Regions from separate parts of the Zea mays genome. Here all the other regions are linked to region 3. The links are chromatin contacts, called in public Hi-C maps. All regions are on one chromosome and are shown on one strand. The core of a region is the stretch at or near the end of the contact, and the rest is flanking DNA. Distances in the headings are between cores, read along the strand shown. Region 1 holds the start of LOC100381476 (S-adenosylmethionine carrier 1 chloroplastic/mitochondrial). Region 2 holds the start of LOC103649859. Region 3 holds the start of LOC100284496.

Region 1 (4,280 bases), core at 701-3,200, 320 kb after region 3:
TGATAATTAAAATAAAATTACATAACTCTAATCGGACTCCTCGATCTCATCCTCATCTTCCTCCTCTTCACGTTCCGCTTCCGGTTCCTCTTCTTCGTCATCTAGCAGACCAAGTTCTTTTTCGACCATCTTTACGGCCCTGCCATGGGTACGTCTTTCAGCCGGGTCCATATCTCTGGTTGATCGGTCCTTTAGGATGTTCCATTGCTTCAAAAGCTTGGCCTTCACTAATCCACCCCACAAGTTCTTCATTTTGAATGCTTCACTTGTTGATTCGCTGCTCGTGGCTTCCTTCCCTTTCCCCTTCGTCTTTGTCTTTCGCGCAGCCGCCTTTGCCCTATCACGCCCCACTGGTCGGGGCACTTCCTCCTCGGTGTCTTCAGTGCCTCCAGAACTATATTCACCAGAGACTCCGAGTCGGGTTCTCTTATTCGCAGTCGAATCAGATCCACTACCAAGACCATGCTTTGCTGACCACTTGGGCTCGTAGCGAACAACTTGCCACCAATGATGGCGCTTAAATGGATGCCCCATTTTACCCTCGAACCTCGCCATTGCTGCATCCATGACCATTGCATCGTCAGCTCCGCTCTGACGCAACCTTTCTTCTTGGAGGTAGAATCCATTGAACTTGGTCACCTCCCGGTTGTAGGTGACCCAATGATCTTTAAGTTGATTGGCGGTTCGATGACGGATAGGGTCGGAGGTGGAGTTATATGTTGCCGCTATTTGGCCCCAGAAACTTGATCCACTCTTATTGTTGCCGGAGATGGGATCATTAGAATGCATAAACCAAGCATTAACCTACAATAAAACCTATAATATAAGTAAACTAAAAAAATCAAGATTAAATAAATGAGAAACGATTCACTCACCAGCTTTTCCTCGTCTTCCTTCGTCCACTCTAGCCTCTTTGGACGCTTTTCCTTCGGCACGGGATTTTCCTCAGCTTGGTTTCCAGATCCAACAGATAAAGGTGCAACTGGAGGAGGTGCTCCATACGTAGGTGGAGCATATGGATGAGGTGCTCCATACGGAGGTGGAGCATATGGAGCATAAGGAGGTACTCCATACGGAGGTGGAGCATATGGAGGAGGGGCGTATGGAGGTATCTGGAAAGAAGCTTGACTTCCGTCCGCAGCAGGTGGGGGAGGGGCATACGGACGTACCGGGAATGAAGCTTGAATTCCGGCTTGGGAAGTTGGAGGTTGACCATATGAAGACGGTGGATATTGATACAAATGATAGGGATAAGGGTATGGTGGTGGACGCGCAGCCGGAAATAGTGCACGGGGGAGTGAGGCTGAAACATCGGAGCGACGATGTAGTGAAGAAGACTCATCTAATGGAAGGGTTGTAGGTGACCCATCGGACTGCAAGAGATCCGTGAAGGTGTTCAAATCTGGGGACCAACCCGACATTGTGTGAAGAAAGGGGAGTTTGGAAGAGAAAAATGAGATGGAATGGTGTGTGGAATGAGCTCCACCCGGGTAGGGGTATATATAGATGGATTGGGGATGAAATTTGTGATTTTTTGCAATTTTTTTCGAATTTTTTGGACTCCAAACGGTCAAAAACGGCTAGTTGCAACGGCTAGCACACGTGGACCAATCAGAAGCCGCCACCTCACTGTCGCCCCTCGCTCTCGCCCGCGAAGACGCCATCGCCAACGCGTCACCCCGCTCTCGCCTGCCTATCGCCTCCCTCTCGCCCGGCGTGCGCTCCAGTGCAGGCGAGAGCGGGGCGATATCGCCCGCTCTCGCCGGGCGGTGGCAGTAGCGCCCGCCGAGTCGCTCTCGCCTGCCTCCAGCCCCGCTCTCGCCTCCTGCTGGGCGCTATCGCCCTCACTATAGCCTGCATTGGCACAAGCCTAACATGGACTGCTAAAAAACCTTTGACAGCCTGGCGGCAAAACCCTCCCCAATACCCATTTCTCGCAAATCCCCGCCACCCCCATTTCCACCGCCAGATTCGGTGCCGTCAGGATCGATTTCTTGTGCATCTTGGAGCATCTACAAGGGGTGGGCGACTCAGCAAAATCTGCTGGCATCTCCTCTCTTTTCTTGCATCGAATTTTGTAATTGCCGACTGAACCGTGCAGAGAAGTCTTGACAAGCGCATGGGCGGAGGTGGAAATGGGGAATCGTGCGATCTCCTCCAAGTCCTTTTTGGTAGGGGGCCTTTGCTTCATAAACAGTATTGCCAGCGGATCGAACGCCAGATGCATTTAGGAGCTTGGTTAATGGATAATGTTTGTTCATTGAGTTTAAGTTTTCACATCTGAGATTGGACTATGCGGATAGAGGGGCTCAAGGAATGCATATCTATTTGTTTACCGGGGTATACAAGCATGCAGTACTTTAGACATCTAAGAGTTGTTACAGCAAATGCACTACGATATCATACATCTGATCTACAGTAGAGTTCTCTATTCAGCAGTTGGATTTAGATTTATGGTATACAATGTAGGCTTGGTTGTCCTTATGCCTCATTTGCTTGACGTGCCTTTTACAATTCCAGAGGGGGCCTTGGCTGGAGGAGCTGCTGGTGTTGTTGTTGAAACAGCTTTATATCCTATTGATACAATAAAGACCAGGCTTCAGGTAAGCTGATTTTACATTTGAATGCAGCACCCCGTTTGTCTAGCTTATCATGCAACCATCATTCTCCAAGTTGTTCATTCTCGGATGCATGGTAATACACTTATGTTTAACACTTACTGATTCATGGCCCTGACTGATGCCATCCTTAGTAAATTTATACCAATGTGTCTCTGCAATCTCTTTCGCTACCAAGTCTCCTGGATGTGCTTGTGGTGCCTACAAGGCTCATGTGTTTTTGTAGTGGGACAGCTTGTATCAGTTTTATTTACTTGCCCATTGCCGAGGAATCAAATTCCTGGAGCAACACAGAAGTTCATACAAGTTCATACATCAACTTTATGAGATTTCTTTTTCTCATTTTTTATATAGGCTGCACAAGGCGGAAGTAAAATTCAATGGAAAGGCATGTATGATGGGTTAGCTGGAAATATTGTCGGTGTTCTTCCGTGAGTATTAGTATTACAGTGAAGACTGAAGAAGTTTTATGCTAGCCTATAGGATGCTATCATGCTGTTAGCAATACAAGCAGAAGGAACCTGGATGTGTCACTTATCTTTTAATGTATTGAAGTATTGCATATTCTTAGCTATTTTCCCCTGATGTTTTTACTGTAGTTACTTATATTATTGTGGTTTTATTCTTTCCATACTGTATTGAGGTGTTACTAGTCCATGATCTGATTCCTGGTTGCATTCATAACATATATTTGCTATATTTGTATCGAGAATCTTGTTAGACTCCTGTTTAAGGTTAGACTTAGCCCCTCTTGTACTTACCAAACTACCTCTATGTAATGGGCTTAGTCCAGCTATCTGATCTATATATTTTACTCCTAACCCTGATTAGGGTTAGAGTTTCCCACATGGAGCATGCCACCGCAGGCGCTGGCGCGAGAGCTAGTGCCGCCCTGCAAGCTGCCACCGCCTCGACGCGGGCGGCCACATCCCCGTCGCCGGCCTGCACGCCGCCACAGGCTCGAGTGTGGGTCTTCCCGCTGTCGCCGACACCACCTTGGGCGCAGGCGGCCTCGTCCTTGCCCTCCTCCCCGGTGCTTTCTCCTCCGTGTATCGCGCAACTGTCACTGCCCCTGCTCGCAGCGAGCTCGACGGGGATGAAACCCTCTTCATCATCGGTCTTCGACCCCTCACTGGAGCTCCCCTTGCCGACACCGTCCACACTGGCGCCGACGCCCTCGCTGCTGCGCCAGGTCACCTCCTTCAGCACGCCCGACGTTCCCCTCCTGGCTTCATCGCCCACCGTCATCCCCTCACTGAACCCGCGTGGGTTGACCTCATCACGTCCTCGTCAGCTTCTCTGCCCGCTTCCTCCTCACTGGTTGTAGCCCTCGCCACCATCCAGGCTGTCGTGGCCGCCTCTCAGGAGCACGAGCCTGCTGCGTTCCTCGCCTGGGAGCACGAGCGCGTGGGCACCGCCTTGGGCACGGGCGGCCTCGTCCTTGCCCTCCTCCCCGGTGCTTTCTCCTCCGCATCCCGCGCCACTGTCACTGCCCCTGCACGCAGCAAGGTTGCCGGGGATGGGGCCCTCTTCATCACCGGTCTTCGGCCCCTCACCGAAGCTCCCCTTGCTGACACCGTCCACACTAGCACCAGCACCCTCGCTACTGCGCCGGGTCACCTCCTTCAGCACGCTCGATGTTCCCCTATTGGCTTCACTGCC
Region 2 (4,019 bases), core at 665-3,164, 370 kb before region 3:
CATAAGTCGAGCAAGTGAGAGATCATACGCGTCCGATGCTGCACATCCTGATCCTTTGGTTGGACTAGTTTTCTTTTCCTAGCTCCCCTAGAAGTTGGCTTCCCAAAATGAATGTACGCAGTGCCATGTATAGCCTTCCAAAGTATTTGGTAGACTGTCGCTTCAGTGTTCTGTCGGAAGTAATCTATCGCCTTTGGCAGCATGATCTCTTTCAGTTGTTCCAAGGTAATATTATCAGTATCCTCGCAATGTTGTCCCCTCCTGAAGATCGGCGGCGCCACCATAGAACTTGTATCTGCAGGTAGCATGTTTTCCGAAGGACCATGGGGAGTAAAGAGGAATCCAGCTTTCAGCTTCTGATAGTCACGCAGAGAATATTTGCATTCAGACAGTGCGGCCCGTTGCTTGTTGTACTCCGGTAGCGAGATCTGACACTGCATATTTACTTCAATAATTGAATCCAGGGAAGCATCAACTGTGCCTAGGTTACTATACTGAAGCCTATGCTGCTGATCATGCTGCTTGCAACACAATGGATCTGGGCGAAACCATTGAGTGCTAAACCTAAGGAGATTGTCCCAGTGTCTTCTGTGCCATAGATCAACATATGGCACCCATGAAAAGTCCTGTGTACTCAGCTGAGTAAGTTCTTTCTTGATAGTATCAACTGTGGGCTGAAAATGGTGGGGGAACAACTGCAAGCACTTAACTGCGGTCCCAACTATGTCTGTACTTTCTGAAAGCTGCAGTATTACACTAAAGAAAAACTCATCCTCCAGCGTATTTCTGTCTTTCTTGATAAATACCAGGCACGCTTCTATTCCGTGCTCTTCCGTAACAAAGGGCACCAACCATAGTAGAAGCGATGGGTACTCGTTTCCGTGAACAATTTTATGTTGTAGTTCCTTGCCTGCAAAAAGGTGCTTGGCAAAAGAGTTGAATGGCATGTGACAGCAAGGTGTGCCACCAAGCTCTATGAATCTCAGAAGCTCACTAGCACTGTCTGCAAACCACTCAAATCTTCTAACAGCAGATCTGCTGGACTCAAAGCTGTTGCGGCCAAAGCCAGAGAAAATAAAGGATTTGGTAGCATGTGCTATTCGTCTTGGAAAGTAGGAATTCCTAACCTCCTGTTCCATCTGCTCATCTTCGAGGATCATCTTCTTGTATTTGTATAGCGTGTCATCACACTCTTTAGCAGCTCGCTTCAGCTTCTTGCGCCAACGCAGCAATGACAAATCAGTGACGTGCCACTTGCTGCATGTTTCAAGAGCTGCCTCCAGCTTGATATGCGCCATCTCAAGCCTCTCCAAGTTATCATTTGGATTTGAGTCTTCTTTGCCCTCGTAGCTGTGAACCAGACCGGATAGAATTTGGCTAACTGTCTCCTGGACAACCATAGAACTGACCATCTCGGTCATTAGGATCCAATAAGTATTTGTAGCATCCCTTCCCTGTTCAGAAAAAAAAACACAATTGTACATGAGGAGACTAAACATATGGACAAAATCTTGGACAGAATCAAAAGTGTTCCACTGAGGTGAGGAACAATGGATCACCAGAAAATATTTAGCTTACTAGCTGTAAAGGAGCAAGGACCTACCCTCAACTGAAGTGCAAGGAAGTGATGAGTAGTTCTCACAAGTGTATATAAAGACATTCTTGAGGGAAATGTGAATGTGATGCCCAACAACGGGGGTCTGGTAGTGACCGGTGCACATGAGTTGGTGTGTGAAAGAAAAATACTGATGAGTGACTGTGTTTCTGACCTAATTAATGCCGAAATGAACATCCTTTTCGACTTAACAATATGAGAATCTGCCAGGTGGCACGTGAAAAAAAAAACAAATGAGGGCTGCAGTGATATTTGACAATGACCAGACAACAAAGCAAAAAGACAAATCGAGCGCTTGTACTTTTGTGCACGGATGGAAAAGGAATTCAGCAAAGGCATGAAACTATACAGAGGGTAGCTTTTGGTCATGTTGAACACCGGATCTTAGAAGAAGACCAGAGCACGGGATAAAAAGCTTCTAGAACTCCCTGTACACGCGGCAAAGGCACCAATCACTAGGATGAGCCTGCCTGGGTGGTCACTGGTCAGCAGAGCACAGCGCGTGGACGCCAGAGAGGAAACGGCTGCTGTTTATGTTTTTGGGGTTGGAGAGACTAGACCACTGCCGTGCAAACAGCAGGTCCCGTGGAGAACAGTCAAACAGCAGGTGCAGAGGCAAACAAAAGCCAGAAAGCATCAGAAGACCCCAGCCATGCACGGGGAGACTGCAGTTTCAACTTCTTCCTGAAATCATCAGGCAGACACAGAGGTCTATCAAATGGACAAACCTCAAGTCAAATAAAGTTGGCAGCAGATGCAATGACCAGCCACAGAGATCAACTATAGACCACTTAAAATAAAATTCACACAGAAATCAACTCCACACCTCTTTAAAACACATCACAGTTGCTTTGTTCCTCGAACACCCCATTTCCAGTCTCGTGTCCCCTTGTCCATGCACGCTACATGCTTTTAGAATATAATAGGATACATGCACCGAGTACAAAAAAAAGAAAAGGTTAGTGTGAGAACCAACAGCGGGCGAAAGCTGTCTTCAGCAGTCGCATCGCACCCCAATCTAACCCTCTATTTTAAACTCCACACTATAAATAGTACCATTTATAGTACGAAATAGTGTTTTGCACGGTCATATGTATGTTCGGTCCAGCATCACCTAATAAGAAACTTTGAGAATATTTTAGGGGGTGTTTGAATGCACTAAAACTAATATTTAGTGGATTAAATTAGTTGAGACATCCAAACATCCTACCTAATAGTTCAGCTATTAGCTATTTTTAATAAATTAGTTAATAGTTAGGTAGTTATTTGTTAGCCAGCTAATTTTACTAATAATTTTTAGCTAACTAACTATTAGTTCTAGTGCATTAAAACACCTCTTTAAAAGGCCTTGGCCTCGTAGAAGCAACTTGGAGATATTTTTTAGGCAACTTGGAAATCTTTTTTAGGCGTCTTGGTTAGCAGTAGACAATGAGCATGGAAATTCTTTTTGTGAATTTAGCTAGCAGTGGTGCTTTCTAGTCTAGTCTAGTAGACGAAACTAGGGGCAGATGGGCAGATCCAGGACCGGGGCTGGGCCCAGCATCTTTAGCAACAGGCATCATGTCTGTGACTCTGTGGCCACAGGAAAAGAATCCATCCACACATAGCAGTACACAAGGAACTTGGAAAACTCGTGGTTGCTTCACACTGGAAACTTCTAGTAGATGAAGCCAATATACGAGTCTTTGTCAGTTCGTTTTCATGCCACGCTAATCTGATGACCGATGACTGATCGACTAACTAGCATTTTCTCTTATTTTCCCCTTAATTGCTTGATGCTGTGTAAATTACTACATTTGGTTCAACGAACTACTGTCAGTCAGAGTGTCAGTGAAAAGGAGTGTGTTTAATACACAGAATTGCAACAGAAGGAAAGGGGCGCGCCTGTATAAAATGGATCAGAAATACGCCGAACAATATCAAAGTGCCATCTAACTGAAAGAAGATCATAGTGTTCATTATTTGTGCTTTACTGTTCCTCGTAGGCTAGTTCGATCGCAGCACAGTCCCTTACTCTGCTCCTGCGGCAATCGGAACGGAACAAGTTGTGGACTGTGAGTGGAGGAATTTGGCAAAATAGGTCGCTGTAAGTTGCCGCTCTGCGAAATACACCGCCTCTCGTTGAACTCGTAAAAATGGGTCATTTAGGGTTGCGCGTTCGTCAAAACAGGTCACAAGTAGATTGGCGCGATGCGTCGTGCCTACTATGCCCTTACGGCCTCGTGACGCCGTCTCCATTTCAGACTCTTCCTCCTCTGTCTTCTCTGGAGGTGTCTCTGTGTCCGCGGTGGCCGTCGGAGCCGAACTGGCCGGTGACGGAGACGACTACCCCCACTCCTCTGCAGGTGATCTTCCCCCTTCCCTCTTCCCCTGTCCGCTGCCCTATCCCCTACCCTCTGTAACC
Region 3 (4,186 bases), core at 1,503-4,002:
TATGGGATTCATGACCCCTTGGCAAATGGGTAACATGACTTGTGGGTAAAGATACACAACCTCTGCAGAGTGTAAAACTGGTATACTAGTCGTGCTCACGGTCATGAGCAGCTCGGACCCTCACATGATTAATCTATGGAATTAAAACTCAATTTGTCATATCATTGCATTGGGATTATTTTGTTGTTACTTTTACTTATTATTTATTATGGTTTGGTATTTACTTACACTTAGTAACTTCTAATAAAATTTTGACCAACTTATAAAAGCAATGCTCAGCTTCAACCTTTATTTTGTTGATCAGTCTTACACTTCACATGAACTCCCAGCTTTGGTGAGTTCATGCCACATTATTCCCCACAACTTGTTGAGCTATGATCATGTGTGAGCTCACCCTTGCTGTCTCACACCCCCACAGGAGAAGTACAGGTGGTTCAAGAGGAGCCACACATCGAGGAGTTCGATTCGATCTAGGTGGCGTCTCCCAGTTGACTTTCTGGCGCCAAGGATGGATTTTAAATCCTGTTATATTTATCTTTTATTTTTTTTGTAAGTCTTCCGCTATGTAATAAGTACTCTGATTATTGTGACATTTATCTTTATACACTCTGTTATTATATATGTTGTCTTCTTTGGCGCATGTATGAGATACACCCGGCTTTGTCCCTTAAAGCCCGGGTGTGACAAGGGGCCAATCTAGGGCGGCATCCAACAACCCTCATGGATCGCCCGGTCCATCGTCGCACCAGTCCAGCCGCCCACCTTGATGAGAGTTATGTTCTAAGTGTTGAGACTTCAGAACTTGTGTTGAATACTTATGTTTGTGTTAGAAACTTTCGTCATCCGTCTCGTCATTTCGACTTATGAGACTTATGTTCTTGATACTTATGTTTGTGTTCAGAACTTGGATATTTATGTTTGTGTTGAATATTTATGTCTGTGATGAAATCAGTGATGTATATATGCGATATATGTGATGTATCTTTTGTTTGTCTAGATGGAATAGAAAAAACAAATAAAAAGTGTATACTGGTCACTTTGCCGAGTGTCAGCGCCATAGCACTCGGTAGAGAAGCAATACCTGGGCACCGGTATAGCTTCTTTGCCGAGTGTTGTGGCCCTGGCACTCGTCAAAGAGGCAAGCTTTGCCGAGTACCTCCTAGAGCACTCGGCAAAGATCCTGACAAAGGGACCCGCTGGTGGAGCCTTTGCCGAGTGCAGGTCGGCAGACACTCGGCAAAGTGGTAACTTCTTTTCCGAGTGTATTAGGAGACACTCGGCAAAGGCAGCGTCGTCTTTACCGAGTGTTACCTAGAACACTAGGTAAAGCCGCCGTCTTCGTCACCCGCCTCCGTGACGGCTGCTTTTCTTTGCCGAGTACCGTCTGGCACCCGATAAAAAGTACTCGGTAAAGAAGCCTTTACCGATTTACTGTTCGCCGAGCCCTCTTTGTCGAGTATTGCACTCGGCAAAGTCCTGCCGAGTGTTTTTTAGGATTTATCGAGTGCTTTAGGCACTCGGCAAAACGCCTTGTTCCGGTAGTGTTTGCACTCCTTAACATATAAAGTGTTTGTTTGGAATTACAGTGTGTCCAACAAATTTTAAACTAAGGGGGTGTTTGGTTTCTAGGGACTAATATTTAGTCCCTAGATTTTATTCCATTTTAGTTCCAAAATTGCCAAATATAGAAACTAAAACTTTATTTTAGTTTCTATATTTAGCAATTTATACACTAAAAAGGAATAAAATGAAGGGACTAAACATTAGCCCCTAGAAACCAAACACCCCCTAAAACACCCGCGTACAAATGGCGTTTGAGAAAACAGCGGCGTGCACCGTTGACCGCGCGGGTGCACCGTTGGCGTGTTGTCGTCCTGGAGGGTGGGGGCCTCGCGCCATCGCCAAGTCGCCCATGTGTGTAGCGCTGTCTGCCACTGCCCTGGAAAAAGAAAACAGGAGTAGGTGACGAGTTGTTTCGCCGTTGACATCCACTCCATCAGCCCTTCCGCCCCTCCGAAAATAGCCACATGTATAATAATTTCGTCGTTGTTAACGTATATCTGACATTATATATATATATATATATATATATATATATATATATATATATATATATATATATGGTTATTGTTTTGTATTAAAGTTGACTATGGGTCTGTTTGGTTGGGCTGTGGCTGTGAAAAAAGTTGCTGTGGGCTGTGAGCTGTGGAAAAAGCTGCTGTAGGCTGTAAGCTGTTAAAAAGCTAAAAACCGTTTGGTGGAAACCACTAAAAGTCGTTAAAAATTCTTTGATATATGTTTTCACAGTTCCATCCGAAAAGTCACTAAAAGCAGGTCCAGAGGTGCTTTCAGATTTGCACTACGAGAAAGTTGACTTTTAGAAAAAAGCTGCTTCCTGAATCCAGCCCTTTGGTTGGCTTTTGACTTTTAGGGGGCAAAAGCCAAAGCCAAAAGTCAAACCACGTAGCTTTCTTCTGCGGCTCAATCACTCTCGCTTCCGTGTTCCGTGCCACCACCAAGATTGACGAGTAGCCACCAAGGATCGCCACGGCGCACCCACCCACCCTACCATGTACCTTTTTTTCCTCCTCAGAGCTTGTTTGGGACAAAGGGTAATGGAGGGGATTGAGTGGGCTATAATCCCTCACTATTCAAAATTAAGTAGTAGGGGATTCTAGCCCCCTCAATCCACTTCATTACCTTTGATAACAAGCCCTCAGCGAACTCCCCCTCCCTCCTGACTCCCGTTGCGCGGGCGAGCAGCGGACCATTGATTCGCACACGCATCCTCAGCTCAGGTAGACGCGGACCTCCAAACCAACCCAAGCTAGCGATCCATCTCAGCACCAGCGAGCGAGCTTCCTTGTCCGCCTCTGCGGTTCCCTTCGCTCCTCGACCTCGATCAATCAATCATTCGTGGGCTCGTGGCCCGGCCCCGGCCCTCCTTCGCGCCGCGCCACCTTCCATGCTCGCTCGCTCGCACATGGCCGCTCACCCCTCGCGCACATGACACGGCGTAGGTAGTAGACCGATCAATTCCTCTTTCTTACACGGAATGCTATAAATACAGAGCCGCCGGCCACCGGATGATGATGATGATGAATAGGCCGCAACCGCAGCAAGCCGGCCCGCTGCAGCTCCTCCGTTCGCTAGGACTAGGAGTAGGCGGAGGCGGAGGCGCCCGGCGGGGGGCCATGAAGTCGGCCACGTCGCTCCTGCTCGGCGCCGCGCTCGCCACCGCCTTCTTCCTGCTCTACACCTCCCTCTGCCGCGACCTCGGCAGCGCCGCTGCCGCCGCGCCCAGGTCGGGATCGCCGCCGCCGACGACGCCGCGGCGGGAGCAGGAGACCGGCGACACGGCCGCCGCTCGGCAGGAGGCCGCCACGGGAGAGGGCGGGGAAGAACGTGTGGCTGCGAGCAGCGACGGCGACCACAGAGGCGGCGACGCCACAGCGGAGGAGAATGGTCAGAGCAAGGAGGAGGAGCAGCGGCGGATTGTGATGCCTGCCACGTCAACTACCCACGAGGTAAGTCGTTGATATTTGGCTTCTACTGTCCGGTTGCCATTATGATTTGTTCAACAAAACTCAGCGGTTGGGGTGATTACCCGTCGCTTGTAGAATTTCGTTGTTGTCTAGTAGGTTTTTTTCCCGAAATTAGGTTATTAATAGTTTTTCTGGCTGTTTATTACATTCTGTACTTCGATCGCCTGGTCACTGCGTTGTTTCAAATAAAGTTGTTTTTTTTAATAACACATAATTTCCAAATAATGTTCATACCTAACCTAACATGGCCAGCTGAAGGACGGTACAGTGGTGCATGTCAGAAGAGCGCATACTTTAAGCGCAAATTTTACTTATTGTGCACAATTTTCTAGTTAGTTCTTCTCATTAATTAACTTACAGTTGCTCAGAGATCGAATAATAACAAGTGAACTAGCATCGATCAATCAGCGCGGCTGCTCTTGCCTCACAATTTACTCATCTTGTCTCCGATTATTCATTAGCGTTCCGAGGTAAATCTGATGTTCCCCACCACCCACCAGGCCACCTCCCACCATAGACCGCAGCCGAAGCAGCAGAAGAAGAGCCCACCACCAGCGTCCCAGGATCTGGCGGACCTGCTCCGGCGAGCGGCGACGGCGGACAAGACGGTGCTGATGACGGCGATCAACGAGGCGTGGGCA

What was found. Hi-C and Micro-C count contacts between places; a contact is called where the count stands out from the background.
Region 1: a contact with region 3 is called in a Hi-C map of tassel, with 4 times the contacts expected there. The contact joins the promoter of LOC100381476 here to the promoter of LOC100284496 in region 3. A contact is called at or near these places in 4 of 25 Hi-C or Micro-C datasets (ear, endosperm, leaf and 1 more).
Region 2: a contact with region 3 is called in a Hi-C map of bundle sheath, with 3 times the contacts expected there. The contact joins the promoter of LOC103649859 here to the promoter of LOC100284496 in region 3. A contact is called at or near these places in 5 of 25 Hi-C or Micro-C datasets (bundle sheath, ear, endosperm and 2 more).

What each region holds. Positions count from the first base shown.
Region 1 is chr7:33,036,138-33,040,417 of Zm-B73-REFERENCE-NAM-5.0, forward strand. LOC100381476 (S-adenosylmethionine carrier 1 chloroplastic/mitochondrial) reads left to right here and starts at 1,951. Exons shown (of 11, transcript NM_001174312.1): 1 at 1,951-2,171; 2 at 2,521-2,603; 3 at 2,973-3,049. The coding sequence starts at 2,120.
Region 2 is chr7:32,346,297-32,350,315 of Zm-B73-REFERENCE-NAM-5.0, forward strand. It overlaps LOC103649859, which reads right to left and starts at 1,915. Exons shown (of 2, transcript XM_020541622.3): 1 at 1,604-1,915; 2 at 1-1,454. The coding sequence starts at 1,792.
Region 3 is chr7:32,710,746-32,714,931 of Zm-B73-REFERENCE-NAM-5.0, forward strand. LOC100284496 reads left to right here and starts at 2,753. Exons shown (of 2, transcript NM_001157391.2): 1 at 2,753-3,527; 2 at 4,046-4,186. The coding sequence starts at 3,087.